2 separate regions of the Mus musculus genome follow, and region 1 is linked to region 2. The links are chromatin contacts, called in public promoter capture Hi-C maps. All regions are on one chromosome and are shown on one strand. Each heading gives the region's core, a stretch centred on a gene start, on an enhancer-like site or on the middle of the called end of the contact. The rest is flanking DNA. Distances are from core to core; before and after follow the strand shown.

Region 1 (3,874 bases), core at 817-3,316, 76 kb before region 2:
CTGGCAGCCTGACTCTTCACTTCCTGAAAGTGTGGAGACCTGCTCTTCCACCCATTCTGCCTGAACAAAGGTTAGAGGTGGGGTGAGGAAGGAAGGCTATAGTGAAGATGTCACCCTGAATGGCAGGACTTCCCTTTGGCTTTCTGAAGCAAGGGATTGCTTGGGAAGTCCGAGTTAACTGGGTGACTATTTAATGTGTCTGTTTGGAAATCCCTCTATACCTACCTTAGGCGTCATAGTGGTGGTTATCTTTGCCCCACCCATTCTACATCTCTGACTCATCTCTTACTCTCCAGGAGTATCGGCAGCGTCCATTCTGGCCTTCATGTCTCCTCCCTCAGGCTCCTGTCCACTCCAGTCCTGAAGCAGTCCTTTCTGGCTGGGAGTATGGTTTTATGGCAGAGTGCTTGCCTGGCCTGTGCAAAGCACTGGCTGTGATCCCTGGCACTACCCAAAACACCGAGACAGAGTGGTATCCAAGTGTAGTCCCCAGATCTGTGGGAAGCTGAGGCAGGGGGATTGCTAACCTCAGTAGTTCAAGACCAGTCTGGGCAACATAGTGAGACTCTATCTCAAATAAATAAGTCATTCAAGATCAGCTTGGCAGACTAGATCTCACAGATCAGCTGTGGCTGCCTGTGACTTGGTTTTTATGTCACTTGGGAGCTAAGAATGGTTTTTACATTTTATTTTTAGGCAAAACAAGACTATGTGACACATATTTGCCAAAGCCTGCTATAAAGTCAGTATCAAATCTGGCTTAAGGGAATATCCTCCCTACATTCTATACCTCTCAGATACCTTAAGCCTGCACCCAGACTATCACCCTCCCTCCTTATGCCAATCAGTGACCTAACATTCCAGACATTACTCCAGATGATGTCCCTTCAGCTGAGCCTAAGCCTTCTCACCTTTCCCCGATCAGCCTATACAGCAGGAGCTGGCTGTCACATGCTCACACCAGATCATAGCTTGGTGACCAGTGAGTGACAGAGGGAAGGGCAAAGGAGGGAGACAGCATGAGCTACAGTCACCCAGTAGCTATATGGTCCCTGCTTCTAGTAGTGTCCTAGGTCCTTCCCTGCTTCAAAGGATCAGTAACAATTTCTATGCCATTGCTAACTTCCTTGACTGCCGTGACTACCTTCCAGGCTCTTCATCACCCCTACAACTGACTACGTGCACTTAATTGCCTCTGTTTAAATGGTTTCTGTTTTCCTGCCAGGACTCTGACTGACGTACTACTCTCCCCAGCATCCACACACTCAGAGTTTGCTCAGTGCTCTGTCTTTAACATTTGTACTCAACTAACATGTTTTTACTCATGACTTCCGAAGGTGGCTAGATATCTATGGTGTTCCTTCAAGGCCAAGGGTCAACAAACTACAATAAAACCTAGCTCACTGCCTATTTTGTTTAATGTTTTTCCTTTTTCTTTTTTCTTTTCTTTTGCCTTTGGAACACGGCCATACCTATTCATTTACATACTGTCTGGCTGCATTCTGTTTTAATTTTTCCTAGCAATGACTAGTAGCCATTTTTATTTCCTTGATTGTGAGTGTGTGTGTGTGTGTACACGTATGTATGTGTGTGTTCACATGCATGCACACATGTGTTGCAGATCAAACCCAGGGCATCCACATGCCATCCCTCTCCAGCTGCTTTCAAACCCAAACATGGTGGAAGGAGAGAACCAACTCCCACAAATTGTCCTCTGACCTTCACACCTTCACTGTAGAATGCGCTTAGTGAGTCATGCACACACACAGCTTTTTAATGTAATTAGAAAACCATTTTCTTAAATGTAGAATCTGAGGCTCCATTCCAGATACACCCAGTCAGTGTCTTCATGTTAACAAGAGTATTAGAAAAATGAGGTGTAGGTCTACTTGAGACGCGCTGGCTCAGGCATCAGAGAGCTGCCACCCACCTGGTTTTGGTGGCCCGTGGCCTTTGTTCATACTGTAAAAGCCCTGTAAAACACCAGAGCCCAGGCTGTTACCATTAGGGGAGGCTTTCAGCAGCTGTCCGCTAGTCCAGAGCCCTGGCAGGTCCTCAGCACAGGAGATAGCTCACTTCCTCCTCCTGGAGCTGCTGGGACAGCTCACAACAGAAACATCCGAGAGCTCTCTGCTGCCCTAAAATTCTTTCCAACGTGAGTAAAGATGTGTCTGTCCAGCTCAGGTTACTTTGGAATTGGTATTTACCTACCCATCCCCCAGGGCTTGTGGGTACCTGATACACTGGCCTAACGATAGAAATCAGGGAGGGGCAGCCATTGGAGAAAGAGTTGGGGGGAAGTTTAGCTGTTGCTTAGCTGTTGCTGCCCCTGTATCCTTGGTCCTTCTGGAAATGTTCCAGGCCACATCTGGAAATCACATCTGGAAGCCATGATGTTGCTGGACTTTTCAGAGCAGCAAAGAGGAAAGGGGTGGGGGCTGTGCTGACGTCAGTACAGACCACCCAGGAGCCTTAGCCAGAGCATTAAGCAGGAAGGCTAATTTTTCCACCATAATACTGTCCCCACTCCAACTCTGACAGAGCCAGCTACAGCCCAGCACCCAACCCTGCTGCCATATTGACCCTCTTCCACCCTAAGCTACAGGGACTCTGTTGAAGAAGACATATCCTGCCCTGTGGATCCTTCTTCTCTCCCTGACATCAGCTCTCCCCCCCAAAACCGATCCCTTCTCCTTTTTCATTCGTCCCTAGGTTCCTCCTTTGTGTAGCTAATGTCTCTTAAATTAAAAACCAAACTATAAACTCATGAAGAAATGTGTGGTCCGTAAGATTTACAAGATGCCTCCACACAGTACAAGCTTAGAATTCCTTCTGTTCTGCAGCAATCAACAAGCCTAAGAAAGAGCTAAACAATGAGCTTCCAGCCTGGAGCATCAGAGGCCTCAGGGCCCAACATCTCACCTGAACTGCCCAACTGCTGTGTTATCAGAGCCTCACATCTTCCCAGTAGTGGCTTCCAACTCACTGAGACCATCAGACAGATCTTTTGTCCAGCAGTCACTTGCTGACATCCCCAGCTCTGTTAATTGTTACAGGCCTTCAGGGATCCAGAGGCTTCAAATCCAGAGACCTGTTTTCTCCTATCCCTTAAAGCATCCCGCCACCCACCAACACCTACCAATCTTGGAATGGAGGCAAACCCCATCCCTCTCTAGTCACTACTAAGCAACTCCCAACCAGTCCTCCAATCTCTTGGACTCTTTAGTCTCCCTTCCACCGACTTCCCTTGAACCTTTGTGATAGTGACCACTTTTGCAAAAGTGACCAGTTATTCCCCTTCCTGTGTCCCCTCCCAGCATATGCCCTTTGCATTATGACTTTGTATTATCATCTCCCATTAGGGAACATCCTGGATCTAGACTCTTCCTGAGGGTTGTTTGGCTTGACAACTTGACAGAAATCTGTGTGAATTTTTACTTCCCTGGGGAATCTGTGCAGTCACTCCAAAAGTACGCCCTCAATAGCCTTCTAAGGGATGAAAAATCATGTTACTCAAGGACCCCACTGACCCAGGCAAGGATCAGCCAGATGACAACCATCTGAACCAGCCCCCAGCCAGCTGCCCATAGAGATGTGAGAGAGCTACTAAGATTGGATTACCAACCTAGACAGAGGAAGCACACAGAAGAGCCATACATCCATACATCCGTGAGATTAGATGAGTAGGGTTCTAAGCCAATAAATTCTGTAAGGCTAGGGAGGTAGACCAATTGGTTGTGTGCTTACTGCATGAGGACCTGCGTGCCTAAAATTGTGCAAATAGCTGGGTGTGGAGGCATATGCTTGTGATCACAGTACTGGGAGCTGGAGATAGACAGATGTCTGAGTCTTGCAAGCCAGCCATAGCCTGATC
Region 2 (4,191 bases), core at 1,572-4,071:
TGGTTCTGAGGGTAACCAGCAGCTTTCTGATTGGTTATAAGGTCACCTTCCCAGAAGGTATTTCAGGCCGAGGACTGTAAACCTGATCAAAAGTCCATACCTGGTGTGCTAGCTAGTTTTATGTTAACTTGACACAGGCTAGAGTCATGTAGAAAGAGGAAACTATCTCAGTTTAGAAAATGCCCCCACCAGATTAACCACTGGGCAGGCCTGTGGATCATTTTCTTGATTAATGATTGGATGTGGATGGGCCTAATCCCAAAGAGGGTGGGTCCACCCCTGGTCAGGTGGTCCTGGATGATATAAGGAAGTAGTCTGGACACTCCATGAGGAGCAAGTCAGTAAGCATGGTCTCTGCTTGAGTTCCTGCCTCCAAGTTCCTGCCCTGCTTGAGTTGCTGCCCTGACTTCCCTCAGTGATAGACTGTTACCTACAAGTATAAGGTGAAAGAAATCCTTTTCTTTTCAAGTTGATTTTGGCCATGTTATTTTATCCTAAAAATGGAAATAGAAACCCTAAGACAAATGGTGAGGAAATAGGCCCTGGGAAACCCTGTAGTTTTGTTAAGTAGTCATGCTGTTAGACTTCCTTCTAAATATTTATGTTTTCACCCATAGATTTGTGGTGCTTTCACCTTTGGTCAGAGAAGGTTTTTTTTTGGGGGGGGGTTGTTTTGGTTTTGGTTTTGTTTTGGAGTGGGTAGTGGTTAGTGCAGAGACTGCCCCAAGTGCTCAGTATAAATAACTGAGTCCTCAGCTGTGTATGGCTCATATACATACATGTCACCCCACCACTGTCCAGTGTTCAGAGGGCAGGAGGAATGAGAGCTGGTGGGTGGGGAAGAGAGCTGTGAGATGCTGGTCTCAGGGTATGGCATAATAAGCACTTGCTAACTCACAGCAACTGTTGTTACCCACACCTCATCAAGCCAAACAAACTCGTACTAAAGATTTTCTCTAGATATGTCTTTATATTCTACTAACTATGTAGATTTATATGAAATTAACTAAAAGTACCTTTTGTACTATAATGTAACAGTCTTACCGATTATTTTAAAACTGTGTTTATTTTGTGCCCTGCACCTGTATAAGAGCCAGGAGCTAATGAACCTTCAATGTAGACTAAGATGCAGCTCTAGAGAGATATGTACTGGTCCCATTGAATTTGAGAGTTGTTAAAAGATTGACATACACAGGTAATAAGAGTAGTTATTATTGACATAGTTGTTATTTGATTTCCTTTGTTGAGAAAGATGTACTGTGTTTTTGGGGACAAGATAGCTTTTCTAAGATTAATCAGATAATAGACCTAGAGTTTACTAGATTGAGAAGGAGGATGGCCACTCTCTTCTGCCTGCTTATTTTCAGTGCCCTTGTGTAAACTGACTGTGAAGTTCAACATGAGAGTCTTTCCTTTCTCTACAACTTGTGTTCTGTGCTGCCTGAGCATTGTAGTATGATAGTGTTGTTGTTGTTAGCAATTAACAATTTAAAGAATTCTGTACTTAGATGTGGTAGCACATGTGTTTAATATAAGTACTCAGTAGGCAGAGGAAAACAGATCGCTCTGACTTTGAGATTAGTCTCATCTACATATCTGAGTTCAGACTAGCCAGGTCTGAACATAAGGAGAATCTGTCTCAAAATTGATGGATGGATGCATGGATGGATAGATAATCGTTTTACAAATTCTGCACTTAGAGCCGTGTGTAAGAGTGCACACCTCAGCACTTGGGAAGCTGAGGTAGGGAGATTGAGAGTTTAAGGCCAGGGCTTATGTAGGGGCATCCTGTCTCAAAGAATAAACTAAGCAAACAAAATAGAACTTTGACCAAGCTAATTGTAAAACCATGCATTAAATAGAATCCAGTAATTAACAACTGATAGATTTGTAATATTATAGTATATGCACCGTGTACCTGAAACAGACCAGAAAATAGGAGATTACAAGTTTGAATCCCTCATCATTACCACAGTGAAGTTTCATAAAGGTCTGATGAGATTTTTAAATCTCTGAGTTCAAAGCTTGCCTGGTAGACAGAGCAAGTGCCAGGACGGCCAGAGCTACACAGAGGAACCCTGTCTTGAAAAACAAAACGATAATAACAAAATAATTAACCTGTGGAATATGGCAGAGTAAAGGACCATTAGAACAGCAAACATCCAGGCTTCCAGTTATGACACACAAATGGAAGACAGCAGCTCAGGCTTGGCTACTTGTGCAGGACCCGCCAGGGAGAGAACTGCTCACACACCCAGAGGGGTCAGTGACAGCAGAGACAGCACGACTGCAGAGGGATCCACGCCACCGTGTACAGAGCAGGGAGGCTCAAGACTATTAAAGCAGCCGCTTAGGTCTTTTTTATTGATTTATTTTTATTACATTGATATTTTCCTTACATGTATGTCTCCGCGAGGGTGTCAGGTATCCTGGAACTGAAGTTACAGTTGTGAGTGCCATGTGGGTACTGGGAATTGAACTCAGGTCCTCTGAAAGAGCAGTCAGTGCTTTTAACAGTTGAACCCTCTTTCCAACCCCAGATTTTTATTTTTATTTATTTAAGCAGGCTCTTACTGTATAGCCCAGGCTGCCTGAACTCAGACCCACCTGTCTCTGACTACAGAGTACTAGGACAACGTCTTAGGCCATCATAGCCAGCTCTGTTTAGAATTTAAGTGTCTTTAAAAACAAAGTACAAATAAAGTAATAAAGCCTTAAAGCACTCTGCTTTACATTGCCACTGCTATTTTACATCTACTTATTTATTTGTGTGTATGTGGAAGTCAGAGGACAACTTACAAGAGTCTGTTTTCTCTTTTCTACCTTGTGTATCTGAGGATCAAGCTCAGGCCGTCAGGCTTGGCAGCAAGCACTCTCACCCACAAGCCATCTCTCCAGCCCCCTGTAACGTTCCTTAATAAAAATAAGAGTCAAAATAATAAGGTGATGTATAAAGTCAAATGGGCAGATCCACACTGAGATAGAGATGGGACAGATAACTAGCATGTGGCGTTGCAGTAGCTCTAGGGTTCTGTCCTCCAGTTCTCTAAACAGTGTGGATGGTTAGGAGTGCAGAGGGGGAAGTTACACAAGTTGCTGCAGAGAAGTCTCTGCCAGCCGTTTGAGTCTGTGGCAAGGCTTTTTTCCCTTTCTTTTCCAGGTTTGGCACTTGAAGACAGAACACCCAGATATCCATCATTTGTTGGGTAGTGCTTGATTTTAAATACTGAAGATTGAACCTGTGGCCTTGCCAGCATTCTACCAGTAAACCATAGTCCCTGGTTCTTTTCTTCCTTTTTGTTTTTGAGACCCAGTCTCATTGCATTCCCCGGGCCAAGTTGGGTCTCACGGTGTCCTGCCCCAGACTCAAAAGTGCTGCGGTTGCAGGCCTGCATGACCAAGCTGGCCAGCCAGTTTCTTCAGTAGAAAGAATAAGTGATAAGAATGCCCTCAGACGAACTCAAACAATGTAGATAAGGTTCACTAGAGAAATGTTTATAAAACATTGCTTAGCTGTTTGCACTTGAGGCATAAAAGATTTTTTAACTGAGATCTTATTCCCTGATAGAATGGATATCTTTTTGCAGCAAGGAAGTAACACAGAAGATTGTAAAAGCCTGGAGTGCAAAGGGAGATCTTTGAAATCTTAGTGGCAGAGACTGGCGCATCTGGAAAGAAGTGTGACTTCAGTGCCACCAGGGACACCAGCAGGCTCTGGCTGAGCACCTCCAGTACACATCACCTCTGAAGGTGCCACATTCAGACTGGGCCTCAGATTTTCACACTTATTTCCTTAGGCAGCTCTCATGGGAGAAACAGAATAGCATATAATCTGAGGGAATTTGAGGTTAGAATAAAGGAAAATATTTCTTCTCTATGATAGAGGTGCTTTTTGGAGAACTTGGGTTTTTAGCATTCACTGGTAATGTTGCAGAAAAACATGTTTAGTCATACATGTGGAACCTCTACTCCATACCCAGCAGTTCCCAACGCTGTCTCCTTCAAGTCTTTTACTTGTCTCTAACGTGAAGATGGTTGATTTTAAATACTGGAGATTGACACCCTAGGGCCATCTGTCATCGCTGCTCATTGCTGGATTTTTTTTTTTTTACCTTAAAATGCTATATTTTGAAAGACACAGCATACTAATTTCAACATACAAAATAATATATACATTTCCCTGTTGTCTTA

What was found. Capture Hi-C pulls out chosen DNA fragments and counts their contacts.
Region 1: a promoter capture Hi-C map of adipose tissue shows a contact between it and region 2. The contact joins two enhancer-like sites. A contact is called at or near these places in 2 of 484 Hi-C or Micro-C datasets (bone marrow-derived macrophages and nephron progenitors), 5 of 115 datasets of contacts at active chromatin or transcription factors (embryonic stem cells, extraembryonic endoderm stem cells, intestinal villus epithelium and 1 more) and 4 of 9 other capture datasets (adipose tissue, embryonic stem cells, liver and 1 more).

What each region holds. Positions count from the first base shown.
Region 1 is chr2:131,400,498-131,404,371 of GRCm38.p6, reverse strand. No RefSeq gene overlaps it. Among named protein-coding and RNA genes, the nearest start is that of Rnf24, 50 kb to the right of the region's middle. Within about 2 kb of position 2,066, at least 73 of the 459 cell types and tissues checked have an H3K27ac peak or open chromatin away from gene starts, as enhancers often do. A contact at or near this core is called in adipose tissue, where this site is marked.
Region 2 is chr2:131,325,126-131,329,316 of GRCm38.p6, reverse strand. All of the region lies in intron 1 of Rnf24 (ring finger protein 24), which reads left to right. Among named protein-coding and RNA genes, the nearest start is that of Gm30590, 26 kb to the left of the region's middle. Within about 2 kb of position 2,821, at least 28 of the 459 cell types and tissues checked have an H3K27ac peak or open chromatin away from gene starts, as enhancers often do. A contact at or near this core is called in adipose tissue, where this site is marked.